Regions from separate parts of the Rattus norvegicus genome. Here region 1 is linked to region 2. A link is a contact called in public Hi-C data. All regions are on one chromosome and are shown on one strand. The core of a region is the stretch at or near the end of the contact, and the rest is flanking DNA. Distances in the headings are between cores, read along the strand shown. Region 1 overlaps Ppp1r1c (protein phosphatase 1, regulatory (inhibitor) subunit 1C). Region 2 overlaps LOC102553121 (a long non-coding RNA gene).

The links. A called contact is a pair of places that touch in the nucleus more often than the background predicts.
Region 1: a contact with region 2 is called in a Hi-C map of Schwann cells, with 8 times the contacts expected there. The contact joins two enhancer-like sites. A contact is called at or near these places in 12 of 12 Hi-C or Micro-C datasets (the A7r5 cell line, the Rat2 cell line, Schwann cells and 7 more) and 1 of 1 datasets of contacts at active chromatin or transcription factors (oligodendrocytes).

The regions. Positions count from the first base shown.
Region 1 is chr3:85,097,447-85,101,296 of GRCr8, forward strand. The region is part of intron 4 of Ppp1r1c (protein phosphatase 1, regulatory (inhibitor) subunit 1C); the gene reads left to right. Among named protein-coding and RNA genes, the nearest start is that of Ppp1r1c, 76 kb to the left of the region's middle. Within about 2 kb of position 1,350, at least 1 of the 93 cell types and tissues checked has an H3K27ac peak or open chromatin away from gene starts, as enhancers often do. A contact at or near this core is called in Schwann cells, where this site is marked.
Region 2 is chr3:84,821,849-84,825,836 of GRCr8, forward strand. LOC102553121 (a long non-coding RNA gene) reads left to right here. Exons shown (of 3, transcript XR_005502266.2): 2 at 215-285. Among named protein-coding and RNA genes, the nearest start is that of Neurod1, 53 kb to the left of the region's middle. Within about 2 kb of position 2,688, at least 11 of the 93 cell types and tissues checked have an H3K27ac peak or open chromatin away from gene starts, as enhancers often do. A contact at or near this core is called in Schwann cells, where this site is marked.

The DNA of each region.
Region 1 (3,850 bases), core at 100-2,599, 270 kb after region 2:
CAAAAATTTCCTACCTCAATCAATAGAATCTGGTAAACAAATTATGAATTCTCACTTTCTCCATGAAAAGAACAGAGGCATACTTCGAAAGCAGCAGGTGGGCACACGCATGGGAAACAAGGACTATTCAGCATTTCAAGGACAGAACGGAGAAGTGAGCAGGAGGGATACAGTCAGGTAGTGGAGTTCTCACAGCGTTTAAGTGGATTTCAGAGTGTATCTGACAGAACCACGGGTCATTCGCCATCTCTAAAACATACCTGTGTGTACCTGGCATCAAGTCACCTTTGGAAGTTAACCTGAAGGACACAAAGGATCAAGTTTGCCAAATTACATCTTGCTTTGGTAACAGAGCCTTAGTTATGGGGAAGGTCTGTTTGTAAGCCCAGTTCCACATTCCCTCCCTTTTCTGACTCAGGAAAGAAGGGATTGAGTGGTTGCTGAATTATTCTAGCAATAGAAATAACATTTTAAGATTGAAAGGGATATTTTTGTAAAAGCACTGTCAGGCATTGAAGGCCACAGCGATATCACCAGAGAATTCTCTAATCAACTGCCACCTACTGGGAGAAAAGCCATTCTGTCCTGTATAGCTGGAGACCACAGCTGACAATGTCTTATGGGGCAAAGATGAGGCTTCTGAAAAGTGCAGCACACCATTGAGTCTGGTAGCACCCATAGAAAGCCACAATGCTTAGTTGAATAACGTTAACATAGGAAGACTGAGCATATTTATTTGTGAAGACAGTCACAAACATACCTTGAAAATCGGTTCTCTTGGTACAGGATGAGAGTATAATTCATTTTGAAGGGACCTTATTTGGTCTAAGAATCTATTGCAAAGGCCCAGGCATTTGGAACACTAAGATCTCCTGGATTTTTTTCCTGTTATTGAAGTACAAAAAAATCAAAATTGTGGAAGAAAGAAAGGATGTTCATATTTTTAAATATTCACAGTGTCTTGATGTGAGACAGAGGCAACGGAATGATTAACAGAAATTTTCTTTCAACCTGGGTTTATTTTTGCAAGATTTCTGTTACCCACATCTGTCCCCCTACACATAAACACACACTTTCCAGGAGAGTAATGAGTTCTAATGACACTGCCTGTAACAGTAAGACGTGGGCAGTTGTGAGTTCTTTCCTCCTGAAAGTGCTCATCATTATTTTATGCATCGTCAGCCTTCAACTGCACTCTGAATCTAAAACAAAACAAAAAAACAAAAAAAGGCATTAGGGTGCCAAAGATACTTTCTTCTACAAGATAATTAAATTCTGGTGTAATCCGCCTTAGGCAAAGTGGGGGATACATTGTGTTTTGCTGCCACCAGTTTATCACCCAGAAACAATCCCTCAAGAATTCACTGTGTACAATGTTTCTTCTGTCTACGGCTACTGTTTGCTCTGACTACAGGACAGAACCAAGTGCCAGTATATTCTGAAATTCAGGAACTGGGACTTTATTTCCCAAGAGTACAAGACTCCATAACATGACACAAGGGGAATGTTTAAGACAGAGGACAGGGGAGAAAGCTGATCACATAGCATGCGTGTTTGGTCTTTGCTGTCCACTGTATTTTAGTTTCTGGTCAAATGAAAGTGTGTTGATACATACATACATACATACATACATACATACATACATACATACATACTCTTTCTCTCTCTCTTTCTCTCTCTCTTTTTCTCTCTCTTTCTCTCTCTCTTACACACACACATACACACACACACACACTAATACATAAAATATTTTAAAATAGACATTCAAGGACTAATTTTTTTAAGTTTTGAGTTATGAACGAGATAGCTTTTTTATGTTGTTGAGAGCCACTAATAACGTTTTTTAAAGAAAATATCAGCTCACAGCTTGTATTTACCTGAGTGTCAACAGTTTTCCCTCGATTTGTGACAGCTCTCAACACATTGATTACATAATGTGTTTGCTTGCTTTTCACTCTCACATTTCAATTTGATCTTCCGAGTTATTTTATTCTACTGGTTCCTATGGCACTCCCTCTTGCTTCTTCCTTCATAAAATCTGATCCACTTTTTTATTTATATTTTAAATATATTTCCCAGATATATATGAATCCACAAGCCCAGTTGAATTTACATTTTTTACATTGGTATAATTAGAAAATTTTCAGTTTACAATCTTTCTGTAGTCACTGTGTGTGTGTGTGTATGTGTGTGTGCGTGCGTGCATGTGTACATGTGTTTGAAGTATGTATATGAGCACAGTGATATCCCTGGTCAGAAAACAACTTTGAGGAGTCAGTTCTTTCCTTCCAACACAGGTTCTGGTATTGAACTTGGGATGTTAGACTTACCAACAATTACCCCTAAGATTTTCCTCATACTTCATGAGCACATGGGATAAGAGATATTGTCACTGAAATGTGACTTGGTACAACTTTGTGGGAAAAGGTACAAATGTACTATCTCTTGCTTCTAGATTTTATCTTATTTTATCTTTAATCTGTTATAAACATAGAGTGGGGGGTATTCATCAAAAATGATAAAATATTAAGTGAAAAAGTCTAATTTTATAACTATTCTTGTCTGTTATATGAAAATAGATATGTGAAGAAAATAAAGTAAAATATTCACAATAGTCACTGGTATAAGACACTGCCTTTCAGATAGAAACTGAAGAATTGGAACAATAAATCTTTATATAAACTTATTTAGACTATTGTATAGACTATACCGACAAGCACATAAGACAGATATCCCTGAGCTCACACAAACACAAGTTCACTAATCAATACAGTGCCATGCAAAGCCCCTGTGTGACTGAAGCAGTTTCTGAATGATGGAGCAATCCCTAGGGAGTAAGCTTGCCTCCCCTCCTTTTTCTTACCATAAAAGAATAATAACGTTCTTCACACAAATTATAATTTTGGAACAAAAAAGTTTTTAATGTTAATGCTCAAAGCAAAGAGAGAGATAGTGGATACCGCAGAGGTTAATAATTGTGGAATCAGCAGTTTCTGTGTTTGCCTGAGGCCTATTGAGAAGGGTCTTTCCATGTTTAATTATATTATTAATGTCTCTCTGATCTTTTCCATACTAAACTGAATTCTGTGGTGATGATCAGTCTTGTTCTTACTGGTGGAGTTGTTGGCATGATTTTTTCTTTCTCTTTCGTGAGAACCCTTCTCTCCTTGGCTCTCTCTCCTCACCACTTAGAGTGAGTCCCTTGCGTCTCTTCACTGTTTCTTTGTCCGTTGTTCCCTCTCTGATCTAGGAACGTTGGTGTGATCCACAGACTAGCCTAGATCCCCAGTCTATGCTACTACCCGTAGTAAGAAGCCTCCACTCCAGAGTCTCCAGATATATATATATATATATAGATAGATATAGATATAGATATAGATATAGATATAGATATAGATATAGATATAGATAGATATAGATATAGATATAGATATAGATATAGATATAGATATAGATATAGATATAGATATAGATATAGATATAGATATAGATATAGATATAGATATATATTGCCAAGGATCTCTCACGAAAATTCCATATACCCACATCAGATTTCCTATTCTCAGTGAGACTCTTAAGTCCGTAATAGTCATCTTAAATTGAACTGGTCTCTGACAGGCACAATCTTCTCTTCTCTATCAAATTCCCAAACTATACTTCTCATGATGTTCTCCTTCCCCCAGCTAAGGACAGATTCATCCTGCCAGGTGAAAAACCATAGTCTGTTTGAATTCGATGTCACCCTGACATTTCCCATTTAGTCTTCTAAGGTGCCCCATTGGCCCTCATTCCAACCACTTGACCCAGTCCCTACCATTTCCACTTGTGTTTGAACTGCTGGTATTTTCTC
Region 2 (3,988 bases), core at 1,438-3,937:
ACCTGAAGGGAAAGGGAGGCATTTTGGCTTTGTGACTCTTTCCTTTCCTTTCCTATTATGTTATCAAGTCTAGATATATTTAGAATTATCAGGTTTTAGTTCATATAGCATTATCATTAACTTTGCAATAATGCCCTTTAAATGCATGTGATCTTAGAAATGATTTCTAAAACTTCTCATCTAATAAAAAATCGTTTTAAATTTTTATCCACAGAGAAACTGCCTTTCAAGCTTAAATTTGCCTCCTTCCTATTGTCTCATTGATGAATCGTGAGAACTGTTGAGGTAAACAGTGCTCGACCAAGAAGATGGTCCACCAATCCACCGATCTTTCTTCTAAAGCTCCCTAAGAAAGTTAAAAAGGGACTAACATAGAAAACTTTGAAACTGTGGAAGGAAAGAAAGTAAAGGTTTCATTAATAGACACTGTATCATTTCCAGAAATTTCCTCTCAAAAGAAACAAGAAGTAAGCACTACCCACTGAGTAGAGGTTTGCCCGCCTCAGGTTCACTGGTGTGATCTGCACACTTCATGGTTACATAATCTGTTTCTTCCTCAAAACAAACCAGTGTTACTATTGCTGCTTTGCAAAGAGCTAAGAGACTCCTGGTGTTGAAGAGGCTACAGGTTGTTCGGAGTCTGGGAAGAGCCCTCTCAATCAATTGACACATGCCAGTATGAAAAATAAATGTATATTCTCTAGTCAGCTTCTCCTAACGGCTTTACAAGATCAATTTTCCAAAATATTAGGGTAGAATAGGACAGTATGTTTGGATAGGCAAAGGATAAAAAGAAATTCTAAGAAAGCCAGATAAATTTAAAATGTATGTAAAATTTACAGTGATAATTTAAGTGAAAATGTTGATTAGTTTCTAAACATCAGTAAGGCCACTGAGTTGAGCTACCCCACTCTTCCTCCCTTTCTCCCTTCCCTTACTCATTTAAAACTATGCACAGTAGGCTCTCCACACAAGAGACAAGGATTTAGTGGAGCAAGAGAGAATCTTCTGGTGTCTCATACTATTGCCGTTTCTACACCAACACCAATGTATATCAACTCTAGCATTGGCTTTTCATTGACAGGAAAGTCTGCACAAGGATTTAGCGTAGAATATTAGAATAGAAATATCTGTATGAGTAAGGAAACAGAGATTCAGAAAAATAAAATTCCTTATTATAACCTCACAGCCAGGCAGTACAAACAGAAAGTGAATCCAACTTGTTGGGAGTTCACACTATTTTATGATTTTGCTCCTCAAAGACCTTGGAAAATCTTTGGGGTACAACCAGAGTAACACTCTCAATTCCCCAAGCTCGCACATAGTAAGTACACACTAAGGTAGAGGACACAACAGGTTAGAATAGTGATGTACATTTATATTAATATCCACTGAGGTATGAATGACCCAACTACACTGTTACACAACTTAAGGCAGAAGCGTTGTAAGCCCTGGATGTTACAGTTTCAATAATGACTTTACTGAGTTAAAGACAGGAAAGAAGATGTATCTTTCTATGATGACTATGAGTTTATCCTGTGACTACAGGTTTGTAGTTCTGAATACATACAGTTTATGCTTTTGGTTATTATTGTTACCATTTGAAAGCTCCTGGCTATAGTTATTTAGTATCATCAACTCAGTGAAAGCTTTCAAGTTTCTATTCCAAACTTTGTAAAACATGTTTTTATTATTAAAGTGCTGTAACAATTATTTTAGTGTCTTAAATATTTGAAGATAGGAACATAATTTATGATAGTTACATTAAATAATTCCAGCATTTGCGAGATTTGAGGCAGGTGGATGGAGACCTTGAGGTCAGCCCGGGTTCCATAGTGAAATGCTCTCTTTAATTAGAAGGTATTAATGTGAAATCCAGAACCTATAGACAATAGAGTGAATGAGGACACAGCAGACAGTACTGAGTGCCTGTTCCACTAAAGCTTGAGTAGAATGAATGGTCTAACTACTTATCTGCTTAATTTCCTGCTAAGCCAGACATGATCACATCAATTTCCTTTATGAGCAAATGTTACACAATTACAACATTGAGGGGGAGAGAAGTAATTTTGAACTCTAAACAACAGGACCATGAATTGATTGAGTCAACACAACTAGAAGGAACAACTCCTACCCTAGTTGGAAAGTTTAGTTGTAAGGAATGAGTGCAGCATTTGCCACACTGTGGAAGAGGCCTTGCCGATTGCAAAAGAAAGGAAACTAAATCACTTTTTAAATTAATCACACTTTGAAACTTGTCATTATTGTTTGTACGTATTTGTTATGAGAGTGGGAATTTCTACTACCCAAGAAGAGAATGTGAACTTTGATTTTTTTTAAGTGTTCACACACAAAAGGGTTGGTTGGCTCTCAGCCACAAATAAATGTAAAAGTTGTCCCTATGGCACAAGAACTCCCATAGCCAGGGGAAACAATGAGATTAACTGCTGAGTTCTTTCATTCATTTGCTTTCAACAGTCCGTTGCCTTCCCTGATTGCTTCTCTGCATCTCTAGAGAAATTACAGTTCAGATTTGCCTGGATCTGAACTGCACATAAGTGGTTTCACATGCTGTTCTCTGTGATTGGCTTCCCTCCTCCCCATGGCATCTCTAGGTTCCTCTGCGTGGACTCGTGCCCTGTGAGTCATCTCTGCGCCGAGACATTGGTATATCTGGTGAGATTTACGCATCTACTGCATGACTGATGCACATCGGCATCTTTCCAGCACGTCACTGGTGTGGGCAAAGCTCCTCTAACCTTGTACATGTCTCCAGATGCACATTCGCTGCAGCCATTCCAGAATCTCTACCTAAGAACGAATTGCTGTGGCCAAGGGCGGTTGTTCCATAGCCACTTTACAATCACCCCGCTGCAGGCAGAGGGTGAGAGCGTGACTGCTCAACCCTGCCAGCACTTCCCATTTCCCAACCTTTAAAAGTCTTGCCAAAACTGAAGAACAAAAACGGTATTTAATTGTGGCTTAAATTGCATGTTTTTGATCTCCAGTGAGGCTACTTAACTCCCACCCACCACCACCACACACACACAGAGACACACACTTTCCTGTTGGTTACTTGTCTTTTTTCTTGATTTAAAGATTTTCCATAGATGTGCTAGGTTCTAACCCTCTGTTCCACAGTTGTAGCTTTTGCCAGTGTGCTACTGTTTCTCCCTCTTTTGTGGCATATATTGTGAATGAGCACATTTTTGGCTTTGCTTTTCATTTTCCCTTGTGGTACTCAGGATCCAATCCAGGCTGACATGAGAGCCAGTCGGGACTCCACTACTGGGCTTCTTTCTCAGCTCCCATGAGACCCTTGCCATTTTGTTGTATCCACCACTCCTTCGTGATGTGTGTTATTTCTTTCTTGTCTTAAGAAAGCTCTCTTTATCTGAAGGACTAAAGATTATCTTTATCTTAAGATTAAATTTTCATCTTTAAGGCTTTAATCCACTTGGAGTTGATTTCTTGGTATGATGCAAAGAAGAAATTGGGTTTTTGGTTGTTGTTGTTTTTTTTTTTTTTAAGTTTATCGGGATAATAATCTCTTTTCTACAAGAAATCTTTTTTAAAAATTTATCAGGATGATAATTTCTTTTCTACAATGCATCTTCTTGATAGTCTAAGAACAACTATAGGGAGATATATTAGAATAAATCTTTCATTGATAGGCAGATTGAAGAGAGGGGGACTCCTCTAAAGGAAACAATGTCTTTGATGAATAATTTACCCTCTCCCTATTATTTTGTAATGGCAGGTTGATCACATGTGGGACAGTCTTGTTCATATTGCTTCTGAATATTGTACACTGTGGCAGCATTTACTTGTTAAAATTGAATATATGCTGTATACCAGGTAGCATCTCACACCCTGACAAGACAGCAGTGAACAAGAAGTCTTTTTTTGTGTGTGTGCAGTTTACATTGTAGACAGATACGTGCTCTAAAGGATTGTTAAGTTGCTATAAAGAAAGTAAGGTAGTGAC